2 separate regions of the Mus musculus genome follow, and region 1 is linked to region 2. A link is a contact called in public Hi-C data. All regions are on one chromosome and are shown on one strand. Each heading gives the region's core, a stretch centred on a gene start, on an enhancer-like site or on the middle of the called end of the contact. The rest is flanking DNA. Distances are from core to core; before and after follow the strand shown.

What was found. A called contact is a pair of places that touch in the nucleus more often than the background predicts.
Region 1: a Hi-C map of cortical neurons shows a contact between it and region 2. The contact joins the enhancer-like site here to the promoter of Efcab10 in region 2. A contact is called at or near these places in 7 of 39 promoter capture datasets (the 3T3-L1 cell line, the C10 cell line, frontonasal cranial neural crest and 4 more), 3 of 15 datasets of contacts at CTCF or cohesin (large pre-B cells, pro-B cells and stem cell-derived epiblast-like cells), 67 of 484 Hi-C or Micro-C datasets (the AML12 cell line, B cells, the Ba/F3 cell line and 40 more), 2 of 115 datasets of contacts at active chromatin or transcription factors (astrocytes and fibro-adipogenic progenitors) and 3 of 9 other capture datasets (adipose tissue, embryonic stem cells and liver).

What each region holds. Positions count from the first base shown.
Region 1 is chr12:34,656,647-34,661,018 of GRCm38.p6, reverse strand. The region is part of intron 3 of Hdac9 (histone deacetylase 9); the gene reads left to right. Among named protein-coding and RNA genes, the nearest start is that of Gm46347, 130 kb to the left of the region's middle. Within about 2 kb of position 2,233, at least 19 of the 459 cell types and tissues checked have an H3K27ac peak or open chromatin away from gene starts, as enhancers often do. A contact at or near this core is called in cortical neurons and hippocampal neurons, where this site is marked.
Region 2 is chr12:33,392,023-33,396,148 of GRCm38.p6, reverse strand. Efcab10 (EF-hand calcium binding domain 10) reads right to left here and starts at 1,295. Exons shown (of 4, transcript NM_029152.1): 1 at 951-1,295. The coding sequence starts at 1,059. Atxn7l1os2 (ataxin 7-like 1, opposite strand 2) reads left to right here and starts at 1,389. Exons shown (of 4, transcript NR_131031.1): 1 at 1,389-1,452.

The sequences.
Region 1 (4,372 bases), core at 984-3,483, 1.3 Mb before region 2:
TGCTCATTCAGTGGGTTTCCCCCTTCCTGTCACATTACCACTCTGCATTTTGCTTTTATGGCAAATTGGATTTATAAATGTCTGCAATTATAAAACATATCTTTAATTCAGTGACTTCAGGGTGATTTCTGTCTTCTCTTTTCATTTCATTGAATCTTATATCAAGTTAAAGCTGACTTGAGAAGCAGGCTTGGGCAAAGTGCAATTTTGCATAATTGGATTCTATGGGAAAGATGAATCTAGAAACCAAGTGTGCAGCACGTTCCCTGCATTCTTGTTAAGTAACCTTTAGCAGCTCTCGGTGGAAATGCCTCAGTGGTTTTTCTCCATCTTCAGCTGGGCAGCTACAGGTCTCCATCTCTATTAACCCCTGGCTTTCCTTTTGGTGTCTGTCTTTCTGAGTGTCTTGTTCTCCTCCTGCCTTTCTGCCTTATGTTAAGCTACTTTGCAACATAATAAGTTAATGGTGTTTAGAATTACTTTGGAGATAAGGAGATGACTTTTTATGCATGTGTTCAGAAATGGGTGTTTTGAGTATGTTTCATTGTGGCAGGGGTGGGGGGAGGAGGGGAGGGGCTGGGGAGGTTTCCTTCCAAAGCAAAAAAGGGAAAAATGTAAGTTTCCCAGAAGTAAAGGTCAAGAGACATGGAACAACTATTTTATTATTTGCTTTCAAAACAGAGAGAGTATGATTTATGTCAGCTAGAAGCTTATGTCATAGTTGTGCAGGTGCTGCTGTGGAGTGTGACCCCCCTCTAATCCCCATAACGACACCGGGCATTGACCACATTAGCTTTGTAGTTACCGACGACTGCCTTCCCCGGGGCCTTCTGGTTTCTAAATCCAGCCACCTGGCTAGCAGGCCAGCCAGTGCTTGATGCAAGAACATTGTTTTCTCAGTATAGCCTGAAATTCATTTTGTGTATTTTGTGTACATGGCTTTTATGTGACTGTTTATGATGATACCTCTGTGGTTCCATTGGAAGTCACCAGGCATATTGTCTTCCTCCTTCCTTTGTTAAGAGATACATCATCACAATTACTAAAAGTGATGATGGTTTATATATATATATATATATATACACACACACACACACACACACACACACATATATATATATATATGCGACATGTAGGTTCCTTCATATCTAATGAGGTCCTTGATATTTGAGGAATAAATCTATATGTTTATACAATTTATCTTCATGATCTTAAGAAGGATGTTAGTATTTTGGTAGTTTTTATGAGTCTTTTGACTGCATGCACAAAGATTTATTTAGTTTTGTTTTATATGTATGAGTGTTTTGACTATGTGTGTATAAATGCACTTTGTGATACCTGGCACCCATGGAGGTCAGAAGAGTGCGCTAGATCTTCACAACAGATGCTTCTGAGCCACCACATGGAAACTGGGAAACAAACCCCGGGTCCTCTCGAATAGCAACGACTGCTGTTAACTACAGATCCACCATTTTTGTTGTTTCTATGTCTTGGTGTTTTCTCCTAAAAGCTAATGAGATTAGATATTTTCTAATTATCACAAAATTACTTTATATTTTATTCCAATTTGCAGCATTTCCAAGGTCCATGGAGATTCTAATAATTTTGTGTGTTATGGACTATAGAGACATGATCTAAATATTAACTTCATTTAAAATATTATTAATGATATTTATAGTTTGCTAGGCAGGGTATTTACCTATTTGTTAGCATATTAAGTTAATGTAAAAAAACGCCAAGAAATAAGACTCTGAAGCTAAACTAAATTTGGATCTCGGCTCTATCACATCCCAGTTCTGTGATCCCGAATTAACCTGTTTGTGACTCATTGGCACCAAAAGCAGCTGGTGGTGACAGTATCACTGTCATAGATGTGATAATTGAATTATTATTTGTGAAGCCCTACATATATATTTGTCATCGTTTAACTTTTCCAAGCAGAGGCTCTTCATTCACAAGTTGACTTTGTCCCACAAGAACAAAACTGAGAAATCATCAGCTCTGACTTAACTTCTTTCATTTGGAACAGATACTGCGTAACCAGGAATTGACAAGCCACAGAAACCAGCCCTTGTCTGAGATGGCATGCAGGACAGAGTAGAAATGGGTTCCATAATGGAAGAAGAGGGAAGTTCAAGATAAGTTATATTTTTCTCACAATAGCTTTGGGCACCCTTCACATTTCAGTTAGGTGGTGACAACATAATTAGACAGTAAAATATCCTGTCTCTAGCTATCCTTTGTGTGCCTGCAAGTCATCTGTGAGGAGTCTCAGCTTGCAAAGGCTGCCTCTGGCTATGTGTTTAGTGTGATTTTTTCTGTAAAATATGCATGAATAAACAAGGCTTCCGACAGAAATAATTAATATTTATCACTTAGTGAAAGCTGCAGCAAATATAAATTTTCGAGATGACACAAGACAGAAGACCTAAGACAAGGCGCTGTGTGCTCAGAGCATCGGGGCTGCCGCTGATTTACAGACCTGTTTCTTTTTAAGATGTGAGAGAAAGAAGTACAAGAATCACAGTGAAGACTTTTGCCACACAGTCCCCAATCCCCTCTGTAGTTCATGGATTGTGAGTATTTGCCAAGGATTCCCCTCTGGAGGGCAGTGCAGTACTACAATTGTTGGAGCAGCCGCTATCTCAAACCTCCCAGAAATTCACTTTAAAAGATTCTTGGCTTTGTAAGATGTAAGTCGCCCCTGCCTTAAATATTCAAATGGGAACATGGTGGTCAAAGTCAAGGCTCTCACTGCATGCGTTGATGTGCTGGGTTGGAGAGGTGGACTTCAGAACACTGCTCAGGGAATGTATTAGTGTAGCTGAATGGCGAAGCTGGAAGACAGGTCTTAGCCTGCTTCGTCTAGTCGCTTTGAAATTTCAACCTCACAATCTGGGATCTGGATCTGTGTTTCAGTATTGGCTTTTCTCAAAAAGACCCATCTGCATGATTTAGGGTCTTGTAATATCTGGTCACCCCTGTAGCCAGCAAAATATTTTCCTGTATCTTAACAGATCAGGAAAATGCTTTGAGAAATATTCCAGCTCTGTGAGCAAATATCCTGATAGTTACCGGATTTCTCATAAAATTTAAAGTTTCTTTCATAACTCTACTGACCTTCACGTGCTATTGAATTACAAACCCAAGCCCCCTTATGTAATCAAACTGAAGGAATCCTGTTTAATTAGCAATATATGACCCTCTGGAAGTATAAACACATAAAAGTTATTTTCCTTGATGTCATCCTACAAAATGCCTTTATACAATTGTAAGCCCTGAAACATTGATGTCTTAGGAGTTAAGCAACAGTAGGCTTCCCCCTGTTCCAGACCCCCCAAGGCAGAGAGATTTCAGCCAACCATATAAAGGGTAACTTCAAATCTCTCAGCTCTCAGAGTGTCACAACAGTTGAGGTTATGAAAGACCTTCTTTTATTGGTAAGCAAAACAAAAGCTGTGCTTTTCAGCTGTAAATCATGACGTAGTCTTATTATACCTAAAAGAATTAAAGAATGTTAAGTCAATGACCCTTTTTCCTCATCTGTGCCCCTGAGGATAGTTATTAACGTCCATTCTTGCTTCAGAGTGATCCTGAACCTGTTCTCACAGCCTTCTTATTCTCTAAGAGCAAATGGACTCTTTATGAGGTAGTTGACGGAGATTGAAGACATTATGTGATGCATCTTGGGTATCAACTGCATATAATGGAGACAACACAACAGAAGTACTGGCCAGTTTTCCTACATGATCAACACACATGGGTTAGAGAGTTCTGAAACCCTTCTCTTCTTCAGGAAAACCTTGTACTTTTGTGCTTGATAGGAAAGGGGCAGGCACTGTGAACTCAGGCATTTGCTTTCCACCATCCTGCATGGTACTTAGGGCAGACTTCTGGAGTCAAGCACAATACAGGCCTCCTCCTCCTCCTCCTCCTCCTCCTCCTCCTCCTCCTCCTCCTCCTCCTCCTCCTCCTCCTCCTCCTCCTCCCCCCCTCCTCCTCCTCCTACCCCTCCTCCTCCTTCCTTTTTCTTCCTTCCTCTTTCTTTCTTTCTTTCTTTTTCTTTTTTTGTGTTATCTTCCAATTCCAGATAGCAGATCACTTTGCATTCTTGTCTTCTGATGTTAGTATATGTGCAAGCTAAATCAAGAATGGCTTCAAATTAAATTTCACATTTGCACTTGGCAAAGCCTGGGTTGTATATTTTCAGATGATAAAAAAAAACCATAAAGAAAAAAATACTTTAAATTTTTGCTATAAAACAGAGTTTAGAAGAATCATTTAAATAGAAACTCCATTTCAAATCAGCACTAATCAATGGACTGTGTATACTCATTTACTTCCAGGTGAAAAGAATCATGCTAAATACAGG
Region 2 (4,126 bases), core at 46-2,545:
CACAGCCAGATATGCAGGCAAAACACCTATACACGTTTAAATGAATACATTTTAAAAAATACAATAAAATATTTCAAAATATTTTTCTCATCCCCTAAGTGGTTATACTGTTTTTCGGGTTTTGTTGTTGTTGTTGTTGTTATTGTTGTTTGGTTTGGTTTTTTGTTTGTTTTGTTTTTCTGCGTTGGAATGGTATTTCTGCTTCCTTTCCAGAGAAGTAAATGAACATTTTGTAATTTTGGAGACTTATCATGAAGGCCGGCAGGCTCAATTCACCCTGGGAGGATGCAATCTTGTCATCATCTCAAATGTAACGTCTTACCATGCACCAATAACAATTATGGAATAACCCAAACTTTGAAGGAGTCTAATCTATAAAAATGCCAGGAAAAAACCCTAGCTCCCCAGGAGGATCCTGGCAGCTCACACTAACCATTGTTTATCTCCCTTAATAAATCAGAGACTCCTTAGAATTGAATTGAAAAGATCTATTGCTTGCCTGGCCAAGGCTGATATAGCTATAATTTATGTGAACCCCCCTCCCGCCCCCCGTCCCCGGTGTTCGCTCTGTCCCCATTAGATCTGTACTATTATCTCCATTTTCCCATGGAAGAGACAGACATTCAGCCTTGCTTCAAGCACTCATAACTATAAGGGGTGGACCTGGAGCTAGGCAGTCCCCAGACTCTGCCACTCGCAGACTCTGCCAGCCTCCCTACCATTCCTTGCGGCACCAAGAGGACATTTATCACGTTTGACTCAGAGCTGGGGATATGCGTGGAGGGTGAGGGGCTCATAGAGCCTTCGAACTCCGGCAGGGCTCCTCCACTCGTGGGGAAGCAGGGAATGGAGCGAGTGAAGAGGGCTGGCTATAGGGAGGGAAGCGGCGTGCTGGTGACCCTTTGATGGGGGAGAGAGAGTCAGAAAGCCAATGGAGACAAGACCCTTACTTGGTCGGGCAAAGAGGAGGAAGCTAGTAAGTTGATTCAGCAATTCCATGATCCGATGTCTTTCTAAATACAGCTTGGCCTGAAGCTCCCGGTCAGCCACAGGCTCCATGTTTCCTAGCTGAGCCGTTGCTAGGCGACCAGGCAGCCTCCAGGGGGCCCAACTCCGCCCCTTTCGTGCTCATTCACGTGAAACACCTCACCTTCCCCAGCCCCACTCCTCTTCCCTCCCAGGTACCAGGACAACCCCCTTCCACACCCCTGAGGAAGAAGCAGGGGTGTGGCGGGCAGTCTGTGACACCAGCTTGTGATGCAGTTGCCAACACAGAGGCTGAGCTTGTTTGGTCCGGGTTCCTGCTTCCTGTACTTGTTTGTTCCAGAATGAGGTTTTAATGATGGGAACCTAGGATTTATCAATGAGAAAAGAACGTTAGCAGTTCTAAGAATCCTAAATAGCATTTTCTGGGTGAGCAGCCCTCAGGGTTGCCCTGGCAGGAGGTCTCAGGTATGGATATTGAGCTTGGGTGTTTTCTGCTGAACTACACTCGGTAATGATTCTCCACTTTCAACTCTTTTAACACATTTCCTGTGCAACCCTGTATAAAATAGATATATAATTTAAAGAAAGTTCTTTGAAGTCAGGTGCAATGATGCATGCCTGTCTATAGTACCAGCACTTGGGGGTGGAAGATTAAGGGTTCAATGGCATCCTTGGCTACAAACAGAAGTGAAGAACATCCTGGGATATATAGCCCTGTCTCAGAAAACCAAAACAAACTAAATCAAAGCAAAACGTTTTGCTTTGTAAACATCATTAACAATAAAAGCAAATTTGTGTACCAATGTGCACGTAGGTGCTTGCTTATTTTAAGGAATTAAACGCCAGCTGAATACTTGATACTGCAAAGCACAGAGCATCTTCAACGTTTTTTCAAAGTTGGCTGGTATTTTGAGTTTATAATTGTCAAGGCCAAAAACGCTACATAACAGAAATACATAATACAAATTGGCTGATGTATATTTAGGGACAGGCCAGTAATTCTTGGAAATTATCTTTTCCCCAAGTCAAAAACATACTTTAATGATTTTATTTTATTCTTCTTATGCCATTCACGGCAACAAACCAAACATCTGCGACTAGGTCATAGCTCAATGGTATAGCACTTGACTAGAATATCCAGACTGGAGGTTAGATCTCCCGCTTTGCCATAACAATACTCCCAAAATCTAAATGAACAAGAAAAAAAAGACCCTATTTAAAATGGCCAGAGGGGCATAGATGAGTTCAGTGTGAGGGAGGCTCTAGATTTAATCCCGGCAACCTCAAACAAAACATTAACTCATAAATTATAGCAGGATATAAATATGAACACCTGTAATCCCAGGATGAGGAGGGAGGGCAGAGGCAGTTCAGTAAAATAAATTAATGAACAAATTAATCCTTTGAATACAGTCTAATACACAGATTTCATGCATGCTGATGAATGACAGTGGGAAAATATTAAAAGTATTTGTTTTCTGTAATTAAGCCATTATATGTCTATACAAGAAAAATTTGCATATACAGCAAAAACAGTGCAGTTCGTTACATGCAATAGGCTCAAGGCTGGGCTTAGACAGTAAGTGTCTTTAAGACTACCTGGTGGCCCTCTTCACCTGACATTTCCTTAGGCCCAACCAGGCTATTGCGCCCCTTCCTGCCCTCCTTTCCTGTCTTTCCTTAGAACTACCTGTAATCGCACAGCTCCTCTAGACCCTCTTGGCTTTGGCAACCCCATTCCCCACCCCTTTCCTCTGGAACACACACACATGAGGTTGGGGTGGGGAGGGGAAGGGGGAGAGGGGGAGAGGGAGGGGGAGGAGGAGGAGGGAGAGAGAGAGAGAGAGAGAGAGAGAGAGAGAGAGAGAGAGAACTCAGTTTTTATCTTTACCTTCTGGTATCTACAAAAGTCCTGGTATCAGTCTCTCCTCCAGCTTAGCCAGGCTGAGCCCCAGAGCCCTGTAGAGTGCGGTGCTAACCCACTGAATGGCTTGGTCCTCTTCTAGTCCTCCCTGAGTCCTGGGAACGCAGGGGACTACAAGCCATGTGGGTCTCCTCATTCTCATGGATCATCAGCTGACTCAATGCTCAAGGTCAATAGGAGCAGAAACACTGAGCAGGGGGTTGAGAAGCCCTGTGAGCACGACAGTGAATGCCCACACAGGGACTGCTGGTCAGTAGACAGATCAACTTTGCTTATGGTGAATGAAGGCTTATAAGGTTTTTGGGGACTGAGGGTAAGGGCATCCAGGATGGGCAAAGGTCACGGGCTGGGGACTTAGGGTACCTGGCATACCTCATTAGCATGGGGAAGCATTTCAAGAATCTCAGGGGCTAACTGAACAGGTTTTGTTCAGAGAAAGGAAATTGATAAACTAGGAACAAATAGAGACTGTGTGACAGTCCTCAAGTAGAGATGATTTTGGGGGCTTAGAATTCCCGGGACAAGGCAAGAGAAGGAGGAACCCTGTTAACATGGGTAGTCCTCCACTACATGCCAGGCCCCAAAAGGTTATCTAGTCAACGGTAGATTTCTACCTAATTAGCAGTTTTCCCCCAAGGCTGTAGGTGACATTTTCCTTCCCTTCTCCCATCCATAAAAACCATATTTTCATATCCTTGTTCCCTTTGGGATGCCTCTTCGGAGATGCCCAGCCTCTTCACCTGGCATCTGATCAGAAGGGCCATAACTTTATTCACTTTTGCAATAGAATTTGGCCTCACTACCCCTTAGATTATCAAACCAAAAGGCTGCCTAGTGGCACCCTGGATCCCCATATTATTTGGGAATTTTACAATACTGCCACTGATCTGGAAGTAGAAAGAGATTTCTGGTTCCCCATTTCTCTTTTCTCCACTCCAAGCCCTGTTTGGGTTTTTTTTTGGGGGGGGAGGGGGTAGGTGGTAGGGCCCTGGTCTCCCTGCCCCACCCCCACCTTGCTCCCACATGTTGTAAATATCCCATCTTTTAAGTTAAAGTTGATGGATCTATAAGTTTGTTGTAAAGTGAGAGCGAGGCCTGACATAGCAGGAGAAGGAAGAAGCAAAGGAGTAGGCCCAGACGCAGTTGGTACACACACCCACATGGCTGACGTGTGTCTCAGCCCCCTCCTGCAGCATCCTCTGTCCATATCCCCAC